Regions from separate parts of the Mus musculus genome. Here region 1 is linked to region 2. Evidence: chromatin contacts called from public targeted proximity ligation data. All regions are on one chromosome and are shown on one strand. The core of a region is the stretch at or near the end of the contact, and the rest is flanking DNA. Distances in the headings are between cores, read along the strand shown.

Region 1 (3,807 bases), core at 132-2,631, 140 kb before region 2:
TAGCTATGGTAAAGGAATTGAACCTCATTGAGACTTTCTTGACCTACAGACTAAAAGCACCGCCTCCTAAGCTGTGAGCTGACCTGGGTGGGGTTCATGTCCCTACCTTATGCCTTCCTGACACCATGGACTCATTCATCTCTGATAATTACTACACAGCTGTGAAATGTTCTACTGATGTATTTCCTTCCCCATGAACTGAGAGATTCTTAAAAACCACCACATATTACATATGCATAGTCATTTATCATTTCTGTGTTGGAAATTTTCAAACTCTTCTGCTCTATATAAATATATAGCATGTGTTTGTCATAGCCATACGGCTGTACTGCAGGACACTAAATCTCATTCCTATCATGCAATTGCAATGTAGCACACGTTACCAAACCTCCCCTATCCCCAACCTGTGCTGCCTCCAGTGACTGAGGTTCTACAATCCACTTCTGTAAAATTAACTCTTAATATATGGTTTTCTGTGCCTGGCTTATTTCACTTAACACAATACCTTTGTGAACTGTCAACTTTTTGAGGATAAGGGCAATGCACCTGTTACATAAAAATGTTCTAGGAACTTTTCAGGGAAAAGCTTATTGAGAACAAACAGATTTATGATATAACACATTATATTCAGGCATTTTATGACATATAAAACCCAGAGACAAGTACCATATAACTATTTGTCCACACAAATTAGTACAAATGGTGTTGGCAGCCAGTGTCACCAGCTTAGAGCAATGCTTCCTTCCATTGCTGTACCTGTAACTGTGTCTTTGATGGTAACAGAGTCCCTCAAGACAATGAAGTCAGCCATCTGGAGTCAAAGTCAAACATACTATTTACATTTCACTGCAAACGATTTGACCTCTTTGTTTCTGGCTTCTCTTCAGTAAAGTAGATGGGAACAAGCTGTGCCTGGGCAACCCTCGATTTCCTAGGTTAACAACACACCTTGAACAAGCCTAGGCCCACAGCAGATACTCAGACCGTACAATGCAGTTATTGAGGGGGAAATAGATGTAGAAATCACCCTCTAGGTTTACAGTAGACACTGTGTGACTGAATAAGACTCAGTGTAATGGAGAACACCTTTAAAATAACAAGTTTGATTAATATTCCATGGCTGGAGGCAGGCCAATGTATTAGTCAGTTTACGGTTGCCTCTCAACACCCAGGTCTCCGCTGCGAGTGCCACGGAAATAGCTTTTCCCACACTGTGATGATCAATCTTAGAACCATAGATGGGTTATTATGGCTTAAATGTGGAAAGTCCCCATCACGAGCCTTCATGATGCATTGAACATTTGGTCCCTCACTAGTGGTGCTGTTTGAGAGAGACTGTAGACCTTGGGAGGTAGAACTTAGCTGCCAGACACAGGTCATAGAGTGACAGTCTGTGTGTCCTGAGTCACCACGATGTGAAGAAGTCATGCTGCGAGCCCATACTGCCAGAACCTGAGCTCTACCCTGCCGTGCTGAGCCACACGTTCTGAGCTGGGGGTCGTGTAAACCCCTTTCCTGTGAGATGCCGCTGCCGGGCATTTAGTCACAATAATGATAGAAGGAAACAATGCATGGGCTTCTCTGCCCTTCCAGACTCAGTGGAAAACAGGATGAAAGCTGTGGGCTCCAGGGAGTAGGTCACTGCCTTTGAGTTTCCTCATGTCTCCACTCTAAAAGGTCCCAGAGCACAGCAAAATCCACAGACTTTTGGAGAATGCTAGCAGCCACAGGGGATAGGAAGAGCTCCAATTCTGGCACAATGTAAGAGCAAGCATGCTACTACAGATCAGGGAAATGATAGGGAAAGGGCACATGACCAGGGATCCACCAAACATGCTGAAACCTAAAATATGGGACAGATTGAGTTAGCTGCTAGCTCTGATACTTGTTAACACACTATTTAAAGCACTAGCTTTCTAAATAGTGTTTGTATTATTTTTTTTATTTTTTTTTATTTTTTGGTTTTTCGAGACAGGGTTTCTCTGTGTAGCCTTGGCTGTCCTGGAACTCACTCTGTAGACCAGGCTGGCCTCGAACTCAGAAATCCACTTGCCTCTGCCTCCCAAGTGCTGGGATTAAAGGCGTGTGCCACCACGCCCGGCTTTGTATTATTTTTTATTTCAAAAGCACATTTCATTTTTCATGATTACAATGGTTCATTACAACATTCATAGATTATTAAACAAAAATCCCAGTCTCCACTGTAGGATACCTGACTTTATTTTGCTTGGGGTAGGAAAGGCCAAGAGAATCCTTAAAACAATACAGGCTCTTGCCATTGTCCTTGGTTGCTGGCCAGAACTTGATGGTAAGACCATATTGCTGAACATGCTATATTCTTTGGTCTCAGACATGGAAAAATCAAGCTGGTATTGATCAGGAAATTTCCTTCCTGATCACTACCTTCCATACTGCCAGAAGGTACCATGCTTATTACTGTCTAAGAAAAGCCATCAACAGCCTTAGCCAGCTGTGACTCTCCAGCTGTGAGCTACAGGAACAACTGGCCTGGTAACATATACACATTGTTGTTATAGTAGGATAAACGTTACAGAGATAACCAATGACTTTCTGATTAGATTTAAGGCTTCCTTCACAAGAGAAACTCACGTCTACCTGGTACTACAAACCTGGCTAGTAACCCAGTGACTTGGAAAATCAGAAACCCTAGAGGAGAATCTATTAAAATTATTTTGCTAAATGGACATAATATCAAACTGCCTTCTAAATACTTATCTTCATATCCAAAGATCAGTTCAACTCTCAGATCTTATTGGAGAAGCTTTGTTCATTGCGGTGGGCAACAATTAATACAGAGACTCACAGATGAATAAGTGACCGTGGAGTCCTCAAGCTCTGACTGACTGATCACCTATCAGACTCCTGCCCCATCCTCTCAAGACAAGGGGACACCACGGAAGAGTGGCAGGATGCTGGTAAGAGCCACTGGTTGGAGAGGACGGCTGCAATCAGTGTCTTCTGGATTTGGCAGGGCTATTGGACTCATGATCTTGGGACAGCTGTGGGTACCTGTACAAGACCTGCACAGGATCAAACCAGCCAACATCCCAGCCTGTATGGGAGAGAGACACATGAAACCCTACTCTTTGCTGAGAAGTTACTGGCAGTTGATGGGCACTGGGGAAGGGAGAATCATCTTCTTCAAGGGTGTGGCTCCTGGAGGCTGCCTATGCTCCAGTAAATGGTCCTGCATCAGTACTTATATGAGTACCAATTAGACTTGATGGACACTTTTTTAATGCAATAAAGGAGATGTGTTAGGGAGGGTCTAGAATGAGTTAGAAGGGGATAGTGGGGGGAAATTATGATATACACATATTGTATCCATGTATGAAATTCATAAAAATGTTTTTAAATGTATGAAAATTTACAATAAGAGTAAAGAAAACGGATACTCAAGAATACAGTAAGAACCACACCTGATGGAAAGAGTGATTTTTCAGTTAACATGGACATTGGAGTATTATGCTATATGACATTATTAACATGGACATTGGAATATTATGCTATATGACAATTTTCTGCTGCTCTAGTGGACTGACTCTTCCCTGCATGGAGACGGGCTCTGTGGGGCCAGCTTGCTACCCCCAGGGGCTCCTTATTCCTGCTGAACTTCCAATCATTGCCATCTCCAGCTGCGTCTAAAGTGCATAAGACAGTAGGACAGCCCTAGGAGTTCATGAAAGGGAGTCTTTGGATCTCGTGGTCTCTTCTAGTCTTCCTTATGTAGTCCTTCTACCTGTCACGACTTGTATAGCTTTGTACTGTGCACACTGTCTACAGTGT
Region 2 (3,809 bases), core at 1,278-3,777:
GAAACTCAATTCTGTGGTTCTTGTATGTTAACTTTGAGGATGATAATGTTACATCATAATATCAAAAGGTTGGACATATCCAAGAGTATAAGATACCCAACTTGACGAGTACCCTAAAGGTTGGTGGTCACCTTTGGAAATGAATGGACCATTACTACCTGAGTGATACCAATAGGGAATGAGCCAAAAGATGGAGAGAGAAGGAGAACTTCTTTTACTTACATCCTATAGTCTTGGCCACTTGAATGGTTAAAAACTCTTATTTAGACCTGGGTAAATTAAGTTTTTTATCATTTGCAACAACAAAAAATCATGGCTGATGTTCCTAATCCAAGAGAACTAAGGGGATAATTAGCAGAAGAGAAGCTAGTGGCTAAGAAAAAAATGAGCTTCACACATCCATTAATGATTACTTGATAATGTCACCTGTCATTTTTCTGTTACCATAGCAAGTGACTAAGATAAGCACCTATATGTACAACAGGTCTCCAGCCTAAATAGTTCCAGAGTCTAGTCCAAGGATGGTTGTCCCCATGGCTCTTGGTCTTCAGAAAGATACCTACTCAATGGCCAAGGAGCAAAACCACAAATGAACAAACTTAATTAATTAATTATTAATTAATTAATTAATTATTTCAACTGAGAAAAAGAAAGAGGCCAGAGTCTCACTTTTCTCTTGGAAGGCATACTAGCAGTTTTCTAAATTAAAGGCTTCTCACTATGACCTCCCTCTTCAGGTCATCCCCCTAGAGACCAATCCAACTGCATCACGGATCTTCACCGAGCCCTGAGGACTCAAACCATTCAGCACTGTCAGAGCTTCAGTAAGACATGCTAATGCTAAAGGGACCATTACATTCTTCTTTCTGAGGCCAGAGAGATGGTTCAGTGGCTGAGAAAGCACACAGCTTGCAGAGGAGCCAAGTTCAGTTCCCAGGTCCCATGTCTGGCAGCATATAATCTCTGGTAACTCCAGTTTCAGGGGGTTCTGATGCTCCTGACCTCTGAGGTTACCCCAGATCAGGATGCAGTTATACTCATTAAAAATGAGGAAGTACATCTTTTTAGCATTTCTCTAGGACTATGTTTTGGTTTGACTTTCTTTCCTGGATGTTGTTGATTGTCCTCAGCTACTCTTCAAGGATTGGTGGTCAGATAGATTTTTTTTTCTCCTAACGATTGCATGCTTTAGTCAACTATTTAGATGCAACGCACTTGCAAATGCTTTGAGCTCATAGAAAAGCTGCATGTTAATTACCCAAGTCACTTCTTCCTTGCAGCTGTCTCTCGAATGAGGCATCAGCTGATTAAGAGCCTACTTGTCAGAAAGAACTGTGCCAGGATCGAAACTATTCTGTTGAATCTGAGAAAAAGTAAAAGCAACAAGGACACTGCTGATAAGGTCGAACATTCTAGCATTGGTTCAGTGGAATTTGGCGAGCTGAGAGTCTGATGATATAATCAAACTAAAAGACTTCTTCAGCCTGAAGGTTTTGGGGTGTTTGTTTGTTTCTGTTTTGGATGCTTATTCAAATGGCTCCCCTCTGGCCATTGTCCCTTTGTTTATTTGATACAGAAGCAGAGCTACCAGGACCACTGAAGCCATTAAGTGCTCCAAAGGATGTCCTTGTCAGGGCAAACAACCCCGACTCCCACGCCCACACCTCAACCTTCCTCAGTAAGTTGCTGTCTTAGTTATTGTTCTAGTGCTGTAAGGAGACACCATGACCAAGACAACTCCTATAAAAGAAAGCATTTAACTGAGGCTTGTTTACATTTCAGAGGATCAGTCCATGATCATCCTGGCAGGAAAACAGTCAAACAGGGCTTTGAAGCAATAGCTGAGAGCTTCATGTCCTGATCCCTATGCAGCAGGCAGAGGGAGTGGAGAGGCTGGGGCTTTTGAGACCTCAAGGTCTACTCTCAGTGACACACCTCCTCCAACAGGCCACACGTCCAAATCCTTCCTAAACAGTCCATCAGCTGGGGACTAAGCATGTAAACACAGGAGCCTAAGGGGGCTACTTTCATTCAAACCAGCAGATAAGCTGGGGCTCCTGTTCTGAATCCTGCCACCTGGTCCAGGGTTATTTCTGATTTCTAATCCCAAGCTTGGCCTCAAGGCTATCTTTCATGCCATCCTGACATCAGTCAGCTTAGACTTGCCTCTTTTGTAAATGTTTATCAGAGTCTACAGCATTAGAAACAGCAGGGCCCATTCTCTTTGGAGATAGAATACCAGGGAAACTGGTCTATGGTAACCTGACGCGGCTATGCTGGACACAGCTGAAAAGTTCTCCGAGGCGTCCCATGAGCTCTGCGATCAGAGGCTAAGCTCTTTGGGACAGATAAGATTTTTTCTATTAAAAACATTTTCTTAACAAGTATGCTATTGTGTAACTCTCTCTTTGATAGTCATTTCTCACAATACTTTTAAATAAAAGGTTGGTTTCTCAGCTCCTCTCACTACAATTTTGGTATGACTATACAATTTTGGTATGACTAACATTTTCCCTCCCTTTTTTTTTTTGAATTATGAGAACTTTCCAGACATAACAATAAGCACTTGCAAATTCTTTACCTAAGTTTTCTGTGTGTCAATGTGTTCCTCTGTATTTGTTTTATCTTCTTTCTCTCTCTTTTCCAAAACTCTATTTCCTAAGCCTTGACACGCTGTCAACAGCATGACTCATCTCCCCTAAACAGTTCAACCAGAATAAGGACAATCTCTTGTAAGAACAAACAGCCAGAATGATTACACCTGAAAAATATTAAATTCCTCAACTCAGTTTAACGGAAATTCCATATTAAAAATTATCTAGTATCTTTTGTAGCTGTTTCTATTTAAATCCAGGCTATAATAAGGTTTTTTTCTTTTCTTTTTAAATTCACACCACTTGTATAATATCCATTTTTCCATATGTTTTAGGTAAGCAAGAAAGAATCTGTTTTCCTTCATATTTGAGGTTCTACATCACAATGTTTTCCCCAAATCTCTGCCAAAGAATCCTTTGAATTGTATCTTGCTTTTTTTTGCAAGTATGTGTGTAGGCACTGAAGGTCATCTGGGCTGTTCTTACTTCACCGTACTAGTAGGGACCATACTAATAAATCCAGACTAAAATAAAATACAGGAATAGATAAATGCAAATAAAAGACAAAATCAGTTGACTTTATTTTCAAATGGCAAATGGCCTTGATTTATGAAGCATCTGTTCACAAGGCTCAACAGGCAGGCCATGCCTGCCAGAACACCAGACCTCTCCTCCCGCCTTCTTCCCCACCTCCTCATATGTCCCAGCCCCCAAGTAGGGCAGGAGTTCCCTACTCAATCACAGGCCATGCCTGCCGCAAGACCAGGTAGGCTGCTTGTAGATCTTCTCCACTCTGTCCCCCAGACCCAACTCTCAGGGTAGCCTGAGGGCTGTGATAGATCATTTTCTCCTGTCCTCCCCTTTCTCAAGCCTTTAACTGGGGAAAGTGAGGTAAGAGGAGGGCTCAAGGGCGTGCACATGGAGTTCCCTGGGAAGGGGGAAATAGAATTCATCTTGCAGGTAGATTGGGGGTGGATGGGACAGAAGCAGGAACAGGTTGGGGAGGGGGGCACTGAGGGAAAGCGTGTGAGAAGAGACAGCTGGAAGTGGGGAACTCTGCAGGTGGTTGTGAGGAAACCAGGTGCAGTGGAAAGTTCTTGCAGTTGTGAGAGCAGGTCTAGTGAGGGTTCCTAATGGAGGATATGGAGCCCTGTTTTCTAGACAGACGAGGCTTCCACTGGTGGGACTGGGTTACAGTCAGTTGAATTGATGGCC

Evidence for each region.
Region 1: a targeted proximity ligation map of the NIH/3T3 cell line shows a contact between it and region 2, with 17 read pairs. A contact is called at or near these places in 5 of 484 Hi-C or Micro-C datasets (the C10 cell line, ECoMG myeloid progenitors, the G1E-ER4 cell line and 2 more), 5 of 130 datasets of targeted methods (the NIH/3T3 cell line, embryonic fibroblasts, embryonic stem cells and 1 more) and 1 of 9 other capture datasets (embryonic stem cells).

The regions. Positions count from the first base shown.
Region 1 is chr19:16,560,240-16,564,046 of GRCm38.p6, reverse strand. All of the region lies in intron 2 of Gna14 (guanine nucleotide binding protein, alpha 14), which reads right to left. Among named protein-coding and RNA genes, the nearest start is that of Gm41811, 21 kb to the left of the region's middle.
Region 2 is chr19:16,417,124-16,420,932 of GRCm38.p6, reverse strand. No RefSeq gene overlaps it. Among named protein-coding and RNA genes, the nearest start is that of Gna14, 17 kb to the left of the region's middle.